Linked DNA regions of Sus scrofa: region 2 is linked to region 1. Evidence: chromatin contacts called from public HiChIP or PLAC-seq data. All regions are on one chromosome and are shown on one strand. The core of a region is the stretch at or near the end of the contact, and the rest is flanking DNA. Distances in the headings are between cores, read along the strand shown.

Region 1 (5,955 bases), core at 2,246-4,745:
ATAAACATTTGTCAAATGAATCCTGTATTTGCTGATGGCAAATACTCTGTCATTTTGTGAGAATGATGGATCTAAATCAAAACTTGGTAAGAAACTATTTTCACATTTTTTTCCTTCTTAAACCAGTATATATTATTCTGCGTGGAGCTTAGATTTCATTCGGTTTTAAAAATGCCAGGGAGGAGTTCTCGTTGTGGTGCAGTGGTTAACGAATCCGACTAGGAACTATGAGGTTGCAGGTTTGGTCCCTGGCCTTGCTCAGTGGGTTAAGGATCCGGCGTTGCTGTGAACTGTGGTGTAGGTCACAGACGTGGCTTGGATTCCACGTTGCTGTGGCTCTGGCATAGGCCGGCGTCTGCAGCTCCGATTGGACCCCTAGCCTGGGAACCTCTGTATGCCGCGGGAGCAGCCCTAGAAATGGCAAAAAGACCAAAAAAAAAAAAAAAATTGCCAGGAAAAACATTGATAGGCAGGAATTAGGCAGTTTTCAAGGTTATGGGTGCAGGACATAGGACATTTCACTGGCCACAAAAATAAGTGCTTGTGTCTCTCATGTGTGTGCATGTGTGTGTGTGCGTATGTGCATGCACGTGCATGCATATTGTTGTTCAGTCTCAGGCGTGACTTCTGTTGTGATGGACAGAAAGGCGGAATAGCAGCCTTCACTGGTCCTGCCTCTTCTCCCTCCAGGCACCACACTCAGGTTGCTTCCTGACACTGGTCTGAATAAATTCTGTGCACTGTGCTGAGCCACTTGCAAAGGCAGCAGCAACCCGCCATCATCCCTCTCCCAGCCTCCCAAGCCTCCACTTAACAAATCTTGCATCTGTGGAGGGAGCTCAAGGTCCTGGTCCAGCCGTGTCACGTGCACAGCTGATCTGGGGCTGAGGGTGGGGTGGTGAGCACGGAGCCCCGGTGGCCCTGCCTTGTTGTAAGAGAACCATTAACTACTTTTAAATGCAGGTGCTGGTTAGCATCACAACACCTGAACAAACACTGTGATGCTTATTGCTGTTGAAGTGTATGAATAGTGAGTTTGACTGACCCACCAGCGGCAGAGTCCAGGAATACTGGGCATTCATGGAATGGCAATCATGCAATATGCTGCTGGGCACCTAAGTCCCTGTGTGTATGGGGGGATGTTGTCTTGTTTCTTTTCCAACCAGTTCTTAATGAAACCAGGACATGTTTTCCAACATACAGATTGTGTTGTGCTGTTCCTCCGCTTAAAGCCTCCAGGGGTTTCCATGGCTCTTGGCTCTACAATGAGCTCCCATAATCTAATAGGTGAGAGCACGGCCTCGGAGCCCAATTCCTCTGAGGCCTGGCCTGACACTTACACACTCTGGACACTGAGGTGTCACCTACTCTCTCTGGGTCTCAGTTTCCTATCCTTTAACAGGGGCAACAATAAAAAGGCTTGTCCTGAGGGTCATGTGAGTTCATTTCAAGTGGGGCCAGGCACAGTGCTTCCATAGGAGTGTGGACTTGTGTTATTAACAGTAGCAGTAGCGTAAGAACCATTCCTTTCCACTCGTCCTCACTGCTTGCCACTCCCTGCAAACACTCAGGGCCCTGGTCACATCCAACTTCCGGAATTTCAAGCACACCACTCTCCTCCCTGAACTTCAAACACACCTGGCACAGGCTTCCCCACAATGTGCCTGAGTAGCTCTGCCTACCTTCCGGGTCATGTCTTTGCTGAGCACCTTTCCTGATCCCCTTGTCAAGGTCATGTGACCTCTCTGATGCACCCCCAAACCCACCACACAGTGGGTGACCTTTTCCTCACCCTCCCCAACTCCCATTAGATTGCTCTTCTCCACACTCAGAAAGCACACTGCCAGCCAATCTCATCAGCCATCCCGTCAAGGCAACAGTCCCAAGGAGTTCCTGTTGTGGCACAGCAGAAATGAATCTGACTAGGATCTATGAGGATATGGGTTTGATCCCTGGCCTTGCTCAGTGGGATAAGGATCCGGCATTGTCGTGAGCTGTGGTGGAGGTTGCAGACATGGCTTGGATCCTGTGTTGTTGTGGCTGCGGCGTAGGCCGGCAGCATAGCTCTGATATGACCCCTAGCCTGGGAACTAACAAAAAGATGGGCAAAGAGGTAGGCAAGGCACGCCCCTTCGGTCACCACCACCAGCAGGAGTGCAGCTCACAGCTCCGATGTACGGTAGCTCAGTTCTGTCTCACTGTCCACAGAGAGGACACATGGAGGTATTCTTTACATTTACACTGAGTTTACAGTCTTCTGTCATGGCTCTTTCCTTTTAGTGCATAAACCTAAAATTCGGTGCCCCAGAACTTTATCAGGAACCACAGGTCTCTGATAGGGTTCCATGTAAACCAGAGAGTCTGGGCTGTCACACACAAAGAACACCTGTCCACATGTCCAGGCCAGTGGAGCTGGTGAGCCCACAGAAGATGCTCTGGTCCTAAGCTAAAGAGGCTCTGATGGAGACCCAGCCTCTGGTCAGCTTCTCCTTGGCCTGGCTGTGCTACAGGCACAGTGTCTCCCCAGGGCCAGTTACCTTCTCGAGGTCTGGCTCCTCCAAGCCCAGAGCTAACTCGTTGTTGTCCATCACAGAGGAAGCAGCCACATCCAGTGGGGTGGATCCTCTCATCGAAGGGGAGGCTGAAGAAGGAGGAGGGAAGGGAGAAAAAGGCCACTCAGTGCTGAGCTGAGGTTGCAGTGCCCAACAATGGTCAGGAGAGGGCAGCAAACACAAAACTTGGGTCACATCGCAGGTTTTCTGAGGGGGCGGGGGCTACCCATCCAATTTAAGAAACGCTCTGATTGAGATCCTTGGTCCCCACACTCATTACTGATTGTGAATATGGCTTAAGTTAGAAAATCAGTTCACAGGATCAGCTGGGACTATGTATTTTAAAGTGCTTTTCTAACACGAAAGTTCTTGGGCCTGCATTTCATTCACAAGTCTCAGATGTCACTTGACCAGCTAAGCTTACCTAAGTTGGCTGTTTCTGGGGTTACCACTTAGAGTTTAAAATTAGCTTCAAACAGCATTAGCGCATATGGTTACATCAGGTCACCAATGCTGTCTTTCATTTTTCCATTATTGGGTTCTTAGGCTAGAAGTGAGAAAAACTCCAGGTAGGAATCTTACAAAAAGGTTGGTAGCCTAAGCTTGCACCTGAGAAACAGGAAACCCGAGGCTGCAGATTCATGTGCACATAATGTGTGCATTTGAATCTTCTACAAATACATCCGGTTTACATCCAAAACCGTGAGTAAGGCATATGCGTGCATTGATTTTCTAGTTGTGGTGATGGATTTACACTATCCATGGTTGCTCTTGGCCAGTTTGCTTGGCAGCTATGAAAGCACTGGCTGGTTGGCCGATGAGGCAGACATGCAGCCTGCAGCCAGCCCGTCGAGAAGGGATTGGACCCATGACCTTGGTCTCATTAGCACGGCTCCCTGGTCAGCTGAATATGCTGGGAGGAGCTGTGTCTCCAGACTCTATCCAGTCTCAGGCAGCATTTCACAAACTGTGAGCCACTGGTCCCCAGAGAGAGGAGGCAAAACTGTGTGACCATGCCAACACAAATCTGTCGCCAGAGCTGGCTGGTAGCAACTTCTCTACTTGGGTTGGAGAGCAAAGAGAGGGTATTATTATCTCACCTGTTTTTAGATCAGGCAGGGTTCCCTCTTACATTTTAAAATACCATAGCATGCATGTGACTTTCCCTTTACCGCCCAAGTGGTCAGCAGGGGGAGAGTAACCTCTGAGCCAAATGCAGAATTAGAACGCGACCTACCTAGGCCAACACTGCTATTCTCCAGCAGGTAACTCAGGTGCTCGAACATGGCCTTCTGATTTTGCCGGCTGATTCGACAGAAGTAGCAAAGGAAGCGGCAACAGCTAGCAACCATCTTTGGAAAGGCAATCTGTAGGGAGGAGTAGAAAGTGCCAAGGAAAAGAATCTATCGTGAGGCCTTTCTGGAAAGGCTGATTTCCAAGAGTCTTAAGTTGACGTCTTGCAAGCTGTGAACAGTTTGGAAAATGAATTGTCTCCTTATGTCTAGTTTGTTCCAAGACTTATTCATATGAGGGACAGAGAGTACACACTTGAGAAGAGGCTTCTAAAAATATTGAGAGCTAATTACAGTTCCCAAAGCATGCTTCTTTAAAAGAAAATAGATGTCAAACCCGAATCCCAGTCATCCTTAGGTGTCAGGAGAAACTGTACAATCCTCCATCAGACTACAGTTTCTAACTTGGAAGGGAGTGGACAGAAAGGGAGATGGGTGATCACAGACAAATGAGACTGAGCACTATATCAAACCCCAGTCCTTTGGGTATAGATTGGCCTCTACAGTTGTAGAGGCCTCCAGACCATCACCCTCTCAGACTGTGAGCCTTCCCCAATTACTTCTGTCCTGGACAACTACTCTCCTATGGCTCCTATAGCATTCGTAACTCGATTCTTACAATTTAGCACTGAGAGGCCAACTTCTATTACCATGGATAGTGCTTCGCTTCTCTGCTTAACACAGTCATTAGCATCTCCAGGGCCTGACCACATCTTATGTTTGATTCCATAATGCTCTGTAAATGGTGTCTGTGTTAACCTTGGCTCGGGATCCTAGAAAGCCCTTGATTTCTGCCTGGAGAATCATGGAGGGTGTTCCAAGAAAGGGAGGTTCTGAAAGCTATTCTACCCACTTGCTGAGGCATCCAGACATTTGCTCCGGGATCTTCTGGAGAGAGTCCCCTTTCCCAAGAGATCAGAAGGAAGCAAGTGAGGAGGAAAGTGAGCTTGGCTCGTTCTTCCCTTACAAGCCCTGCCTGTCAATACGGGTGGAACTGCTTTCCTAGGACCCAACACTTTGGAATTTCCAACATTTGAAAACATACCTTATCTACTGCCTTCAGAAGCTCTCTGACTCTGAGAAGGACCCATACACTTTGGGACACATGCATAAGTGGGCCCTATCTGCACTCCCTTCCCCTTGCCAGCAGGACTCCCCTCAGATAGCAGGTTCCTTATGGGGGTGCTGGCCAGGAAATCTGATGTCGGGAACTTGGCTCACAGAGGAAACATGCACACTGCAGTGGGAACATTGCCAGGACTGTTATGAAAACTGTAGAACAGCCTTCTCCTGACATGGCACCAAACACACCAGGCTCCTAAGTGGAACCAGGAGGAATTCCATTTGGGAAGGAGCAGGGCTGCAAAGTAGAGGAGGGAGACTGAGCAGCCCAGTGGAATGAATGAGAAGAGCTCTTACACTTGCTGGACCCCATCTCCTGCATCCTTCCTGGGTTTAGGTTTGTCCCTTCCCTTCCCTAGGAAGAATCGCTGAGGCGACAGGCACTAGCTGTGAAGAGGTCACCTCACGTGCCCCTGTCCAGGGTCAAGTTCTGATTAAATTCTCCTTGGAGCATTACCTGAGATTTCTCTGTGCCCAGCACGTTCACCATCACCTCCATCACTGTCTCGTGCATGCCAAGGACTCGCATGAGGTTGGGGTGCTGGTAAAACACCTTATTGTTCATTATGTCTCTAGGGTACGAATCAGAGAGAGATGTCAGCACTTACTTATTTCAATGCTATGAAAATTCAGGGGTAAGAACACACAAATGCACAAACACACTTGGGGTGAAGTAATGTACGTGATGGGCTGGAAAGATGCTCAGAAGGTACTAGGTTAGTGGGAATATATGTGGAGGGACTTTTTTAGCTGATAGGAATATTCTGTGCTTCTTTATGTCTACTAAGTACACTCTTTCTTTGAAATAGGTCCTTCTAATGACATTAAACAGTGGTCCCTTGGTCTTTTTGCTTGTGATTGCTTTGTGACAGCCCAAATCACTGGATCTCTCTTCCTCTGTGTACTACAGGCCTTCTATTTTTTTTTTCTTCTCTTATATCTATGTCTCTATGTACTTCAGTTACCCAACTGACAGGGCTGTGCCCTTT
Region 2 (6,446 bases), core at 2,715-5,214, 310 kb after region 1:
GCCATGGATGCTGTTTTCTTCCTTGGGAGAAAAAAAAAAATCAAGCCCCTTGCCCCTTACTTCCTTGTTTCCCATAGGAAATCGCCCTCTCTCTTACCTTGTTTGCAAAGCTCTCCAGGAAGGAAGAAGGTCTCCAGGAAGGAAGTTCACATTTTGACAGAACTCAGCCCTCTGCAGCTTTCACCTACCTCTAAGCAGTGAAATGGCTCAAGGCCTTATCCACGCTCTCCCAGCACATAAATACAAAGAAGAACAGGTTCAATCAATTACCTTCATCACTGGGCGTGGTTTTGAAGGAAAAAGAGTTACAGAAGGGGGGCCTCTAGAGTTTGTGGGAGGAAGGATTTTAGCTCCTCACCTTGGTGGTAGGTAGGGTGGTCATTCAATTTATTATCCAAATCAGGATACTTGCAAGAGTGAAAACATATGCAACCAATAATTAGAAGATAATAACAGAAACCAAGGAGGTCCTAGTTGCATATGGTTACCTTAGTGTTAGGAGATGCATTTAATGTGTTAAGAGTCTCACAAATACAAGTCTAAGTGGAGTTTTTCAAACACAAAAGAATACATACATAATTTCATTTAAATAAAATTCAAAGATGTAAAACATAACCACCAGTTTACAAATCTAGTTAGTTTTCCTTAGGGTAAAGGAGAGGAAAGGGGCATGAGAGGGGCTTTGGGGATTTGGATAACATTGTTTCCTGACCTGGGGGTGTATGGATTTTGTGATAATTCACTGGGCTGTACTGTTATGATCTGTGCACTTCTCTATTTGTTGTACTTCAATTTTAGAAGTTTATTTAAAAGGGGAGCCTTAGGATTTGATTGTATATTGGTGTAGACACACATATACATGCATATATGTCCATATATTTAGCTACAGCTATAACTATAGATGTATCTTTCTTCCAGGTTTACTTAATATCAGCTGCTATGTCATTTTTCTCCCTGCTTGTGGAACTGGGAAGGTACAGGTAAAATAGCTATGACCCATGAACGATTCAGGGTTATCTTTGTTAATATAGGGGAAAAAAGCTTGGTTCTAGATCAACTAATTTATTAAATTGTAACAATGCAGACCTTAATAATATATAAATGCTGTCCATAGGCTGATAAGAAGCAAATACAAATTATATCAAAGTCTCACCACATGTAGTTCTATTTCACGGGTGAAAAAATAGAGACTTAGAGGAAGTCACGTGTCAAAGGTGATGCCAAGATTTCGCTGCAGGTGCGATGGGTTTTAAAACCTGTGCTCTTTACCATGACGTCTCTGTTTTAAGAGTTGCTGGTTTCTACTCATCTAAATCCCAGCCCTGGTGTAGGATTCTGGATTTATATTTAATGCTACAGTTTGGAGAAACTACTAGTCAACCTAGAGAACCAAGAAATGTCATCACAATCTGGAAGGTCCATTCTTAGCATGCTCTGGGCAGGTGACAGCCTGCAGTGCCCATTGGCACCCAGGTACCCTGACCACTGGAGATACCCACTTCCTCCAGGTTAGTGAGCTCCTCCAAGTCAGGGCCCCACTCTCCCCAGGGCCAGGTGAATAGCTCAACTCTGCCCCCGGGGTCCATGTCATCCATCACCACTCAGCTCCAGGTCTCTGCCCACCTTTGTGCTCAATGTCCTCACAACAGCAACTCATTCCCATGGAATCCCACCAAAGACTTCCCTGCCTGGGTAAAAAAAGCACGGGACAATCCTTCTGGAAATCCCACGCACCTGTTTTTACACAAAGTGAAACTAGAATAGGTCCATTTGCCGTTTGAAGGCATTGTATCAGGATAGCACATTTTAGTGCAACCCAAATTTTTGGTGACCTAATTTTGACTCAGATCCCCAATTTTCAAACTTTGAGGCTACCAGACACCATTCCCTGTGTCTACTACTTATGTTCTGGACAGTATGGATATTACAAAGTCACAAACTCTTCCCCTTGCTACTACACCAACAGGTGTAGTATACCTGATACCCACAAACACTTGACAGCTTCTAATAACTAACCTTAGCAACTGTGCTCTGACCACTGACATTTCGTGATCTACATACACTTTGAAAAAAGTCTTTATGAAAATGGCAGTTCCTCAATAGTTTTTGCAAACATTGCGTATTTGCCATACATTTTATTTAAGGGTACTTTACATCCATAAAGGATCATTCTTTAAGGATCCCTGAACTGAATATTTTATCTTGATTGGACACTAGAAAAAGAATAGGTTACTATATAGATATTAGATACACCAGGCTTTTGAAATATCACAAAAATCAAATGCATTCTGCTCCCTTCTCTGGGAATATATAGGCTCCAGTTCCTCTCCAGAGATTGTTCCTTGCCTTATCATAGTAGTATTAACAAAGTATACCTGGCTTATTTTTTTATTTTTAGGGCCACACATGTAGTATATGGAAGCTTAGGCTAGGGCTCAAATTGGAGCTGCAGCTGCCGGCCTACACCACAGCCATGGCAACACCAGATCTGAGCCACATCTATGACCTATGCTGCAGCCTGTGGCAATGTCAGATCCTTAACCCACTGAGCAAGGCCAGGGATCAAACCCACATCTTCATGGACACTAGTTGAGTTTTCAACCTGCTGAGCCATAACAGGAACTCCTGGTGTAGTTTCTTGACCAAGGAAGTAAAGACACAGGTTGTGTTTCAAAGCCTATAAAGGAGGTGGAAGGAGGAAGGTGCCTCTCTAATTCTTCTTTCCTATGGGATGAGCTATCTGTGGGTGAAAGGTAAACAACTCCCCAGGGCTCCAGACTTAGGTCATCTGTTATCTCACTGACAACAGTGAGCCGAGATCAGGGCTAGATCACTTCTACATGCTCATGTACGATTGAGAGGCTGGGAGAGGCAGGGGTGGGGGCTAGAGAGATCCGACAGCACAGAAAGAGGTTGCTTCTGAAAATGACTAGAAATGGCAGCCCCAGACCCTACCTAGCATGTAGAAGTTTTTGTCTCTCTCAGGCTCTTAAAAATATTAATTTGTTGTCAACATATAAAATCAAGAGATTTCAGATAATGTTCTGTAAGTATTTACAGGTGCTGAAACTCTTGGGTCTCAAGTTTCTTCTTGGCAACTAGCTGGAGCTAAGCGGCAGGTGTTCCCCGTAGATGGGTCACCTGTTCCCCACTTTGCCACAGTGGCCAGCACTCCCCGTGTCTCTTACCCCAGCCTGTCTCACTCCTGTGCCATCTGTGTGGCCATGTGATATGGGTTTGAGAGCTCTGATCTAGAGAAAGAGGAGTGGAAAGGTTAGAGAGCTTGTGATAATGTCCTGCTGCTTTACCAACAAGCAGGTGATGTGGCTCGCAGGTGGGCAGAGGCCAGGAGAAGACCACTGAGGTGAAAGCCATGACTGTCACCAAGGTGTCAGCCACAAGGGATTGGGGGATGCTCCACTCCCACCCAGACAGACTGGATGTACTTTCCAACTTTTAATCTAAATGAGAACAGTCCCAACAAGGCCCACAATGGGCTCCTTCAGGGAGGCATGTCATTTTGGGTTAGAATATATCCAGCTTTCAGAATTTCCCAAGTGGGCCCACCAATGAATACAAGATAACATCAGACACCACCCACCACTCTTCAGACACCAAGACAAAATCATGAATCCAAAACGTCTGTGTCTCTGAATGACAGGTGGACAGAGCCTCTCACCCACTCAATCAGGCCAGACCTCCCCAGGGCACGAGCTCAGTGGGACGGATCCGAACTCAATTCCTAGGTGAGAGGTCCCCAAGATAAATCACTCTGCTAACTAGAGAAGACTTAACAGGCAGGATCCGCAGGTCCACGTTCGTCACTGCATGGAGCAGCCAGATATGACTTCTAGGATGTCTGACAAACGTGGGGATCCAGCTTCTGGGGAGGAACTTAGCAGAGCTCCTGCCTGTGTCCCTGGCAGCCTGTCAGTCACTGGGTCCTACACGGATTTTATCACCAGCTCAAATTTTATGCTCTGCCTGTCTCTCTGGTGTGCCTGTCAGTCAGCTGAGAGCTAGTCTGACATTTAGAAATGCCCAGTGTCAAACAACTTCTGTGCATTGCATTATGCAGATGGTATTGGAGATAAAAGGGCCCTGGATGGGTTCCATTTTGAAAGAAGCTGTCACAAGTAAAGCAGGGCTCCAGGAGGCATGGCTAAGAAAATACATCATCTTTGAATTTGAAGTCCCTTTCCATCCCCAGTCTACTGCTTGAGCTAATGGATCCAGCCAGCCAGACCCCCACGTTTGTGACCAATATGGAAAGTGACACCTTGATGTGTGCACAGCTATGAGGGCGGACACTCATTTCTCAGACCTTATAACTGCCTTCTTTGCGAATTTGATCAAATCTCGTTTTTCCTCTAAAAATTACCTTGACATCCCAATCCTGGGAAGAATACACATTTCTCTTTCATCTAGTGGTTCTCACATTTTGGCCTTGTACAACCCCAGTGCCCAAGCTGCACTCCATGGTATACCAATGAAACCAGAACTCTAGGGACCAAGGCATCCATATTAAAAAAAAAAAAATTCTCATAACTCCTGCTGTACTATATACCAATCTGACTCTCCCTCCCTTTCAAATTTCCAAATTTTTCTTCATTCATCTCTCAGAATTGGCTTTCAGAATCAATTTCCCTCCCTCTCATTACTGCCCAAACTGTTGCTACATTATTTGGAAATTAGCTTGACTTGTGAAAAACAGAGTCGGCATCTTTCGGTTGCTAAAAGCCCCAGAGATTCAAAGATAAGCTTTTCTATATGACATCGTTTCAGAATCAAATCAGCTTGTGGCCTCAGCCAAGAATCTCATGCAATGAAGGAAAGAATTCTTCCACTGAAATTACAGTTCTCTTCACAGGATAACACTCCAAAGAGATACTGAGGGGAAAATCAGCTCGGCAGCCAAAGTGATGACTTGTGACTCAACATGATGGAAAAAAACAAGGTGTCTCATACACCCCCCCCCAGGCCTAAAAATCAAAACATCTGAAATCTGGGCCAATCAAAATGAGAGGGAAAGTTGGACAGTGAAATGTAAATCCTTTCTGTTTCTCTGACCACTGGATTCAGATTTCTACATGCTCTGATAGTCCGCTTCTCCCATCTCTCTTTTGGGCTCCATGGAAAATATCTTAAACAATGTTGAAACCTACTGAGAGGGCTGTATTCTGCAATGCCTTGCTCCCTCCCCCACCTTCTCAGCCCATAGGAGGGCTGCCACCATGTGAATACAAAGGGCTATTTTGTTCTGGGTAGGAGACACTGCCAGGCAGTGTTAAATGTGTGGCCTCCTACATTCCCCGTGAGAAACGAGGATAACACTTCAACTGATTTCCCAAGGTCATATGAGAAGAGAGAGGTCACCTGTGCCTCATGGGGTGGCACAAACTTTGCAACTAGACACATGAGAATCTGGTCCTGCCACTTACTAGTTGGCTGACCTCAGGAAACATGCTTTGTTTCTCTGTTTCAGCTTCCTCATCTGAAAAGAGGATTGCAAAGTCTAGGTCACGGGGCTACTGGAAGCGTCAAGTGAGGTACTATATTGTAGAGCACCTAACACTGGGACAGGCATATAGTCCTTTCTCAGGGTGCTTATGCTCTGTCCTTGGGATAGATCAGGAAAGACAGCAGGAAGTGCCATGATGTGGTCCAGGGATCCGAGACTGTGAGTGTGTCTGGTTTAGAATTCCAAATCAGCATCCAACAGAAGTTCTGAGAGCTATTACACTGGCAATGTGCCTAAAATACATGATGGAGAGTCCCTAATCCAGAGTCCTACCCAACAGTCACCCCGTGGTGTTGAATGTTTCTCATCTTGCTCCCCAACTATAATGAGTTGAGGGGGCTCATTATTAAGGCTCACAGAACATAAAACTGCTTCCTTTCCTAAAAAATAATCAACTTTTTCTATTTTCATCCTTTATTTTTAAATATATGGTTCCTTCTCACCTGATTCCCAGAAATGGCATAAAAATGTTGCATCTTCAGCAAAAGAAACCATAAAAAAATGAAAAGACAACCTATAGAATGGGAGATAATAGTTGTAAACAATATAAGTGACAAGGACTTAATCTCTAAAATATACAAACTCATACAACTCAACAGCAAGAAAACAACCCAACTGAAGAATGGACAGAAGACATAAACAGACATTTCTCTAAAGAAGACGTATGGATGGCCAACAGGCACAAGAAAAAAGTTCAATATCACTAATTATTAGAGAAATGCAAATCAAAACTACTATGAGATACCACCTCACACCAGTCAGAATGGCCATCATTAATAAGACTACAAATAACAAATGTTGCAGAGGGTATGGAGAAAAGGATACCCTCTTCCACTGTTGGTGGGAATATAAATTGGTACAGCCACTATGGAAAACAGTCTGGAAGGGTTCTTCAGAAAGCTAAATAATATCAGAGATTCTCATA

Evidence for each region. HiChIP or PLAC-seq counts read pairs in DNA pulled down with a chosen protein or histone mark.
Region 2: an H3K27ac HiChIP or PLAC-seq map of skeletal muscle shows a contact between it and region 1, with 8 times the contacts expected there. The contact joins two enhancer-like sites. A contact is called at or near these places in 1 of 47 Hi-C or Micro-C datasets (skeletal muscle) and 1 of 2 datasets of contacts at active chromatin or transcription factors (skeletal muscle).

Annotation. Positions count from the first base shown.
Region 1 is chr7:80,799,321-80,805,275 of Sscrofa11.1, forward strand. RYR3 (ryanodine receptor 3) reads right to left here. Exons shown (of 106, transcript XM_021099907.1): 41 at 5,424-5,538; 42 at 3,790-3,919; 43 at 2,538-2,641. Among named protein-coding and RNA genes, the nearest start is that of AVEN, 350 kb to the left of the region's middle. Within about 2 kb of position 3,496, at least 4 of the 83 cell types and tissues checked have an H3K27ac peak or open chromatin away from gene starts, as enhancers often do. A contact at or near this core is called in skeletal muscle, where this site is marked.
Region 2 is chr7:81,108,522-81,114,967 of Sscrofa11.1, forward strand. The region is part of intron 1 of RYR3 (ryanodine receptor 3); the gene reads right to left. Among named protein-coding and RNA genes, the nearest start is that of RYR3, 97 kb to the right of the region's middle. Within about 2 kb of position 3,965, at least 6 of the 83 cell types and tissues checked have an H3K27ac peak or open chromatin away from gene starts, as enhancers often do. A contact at or near this core is called in skeletal muscle, where this site is marked.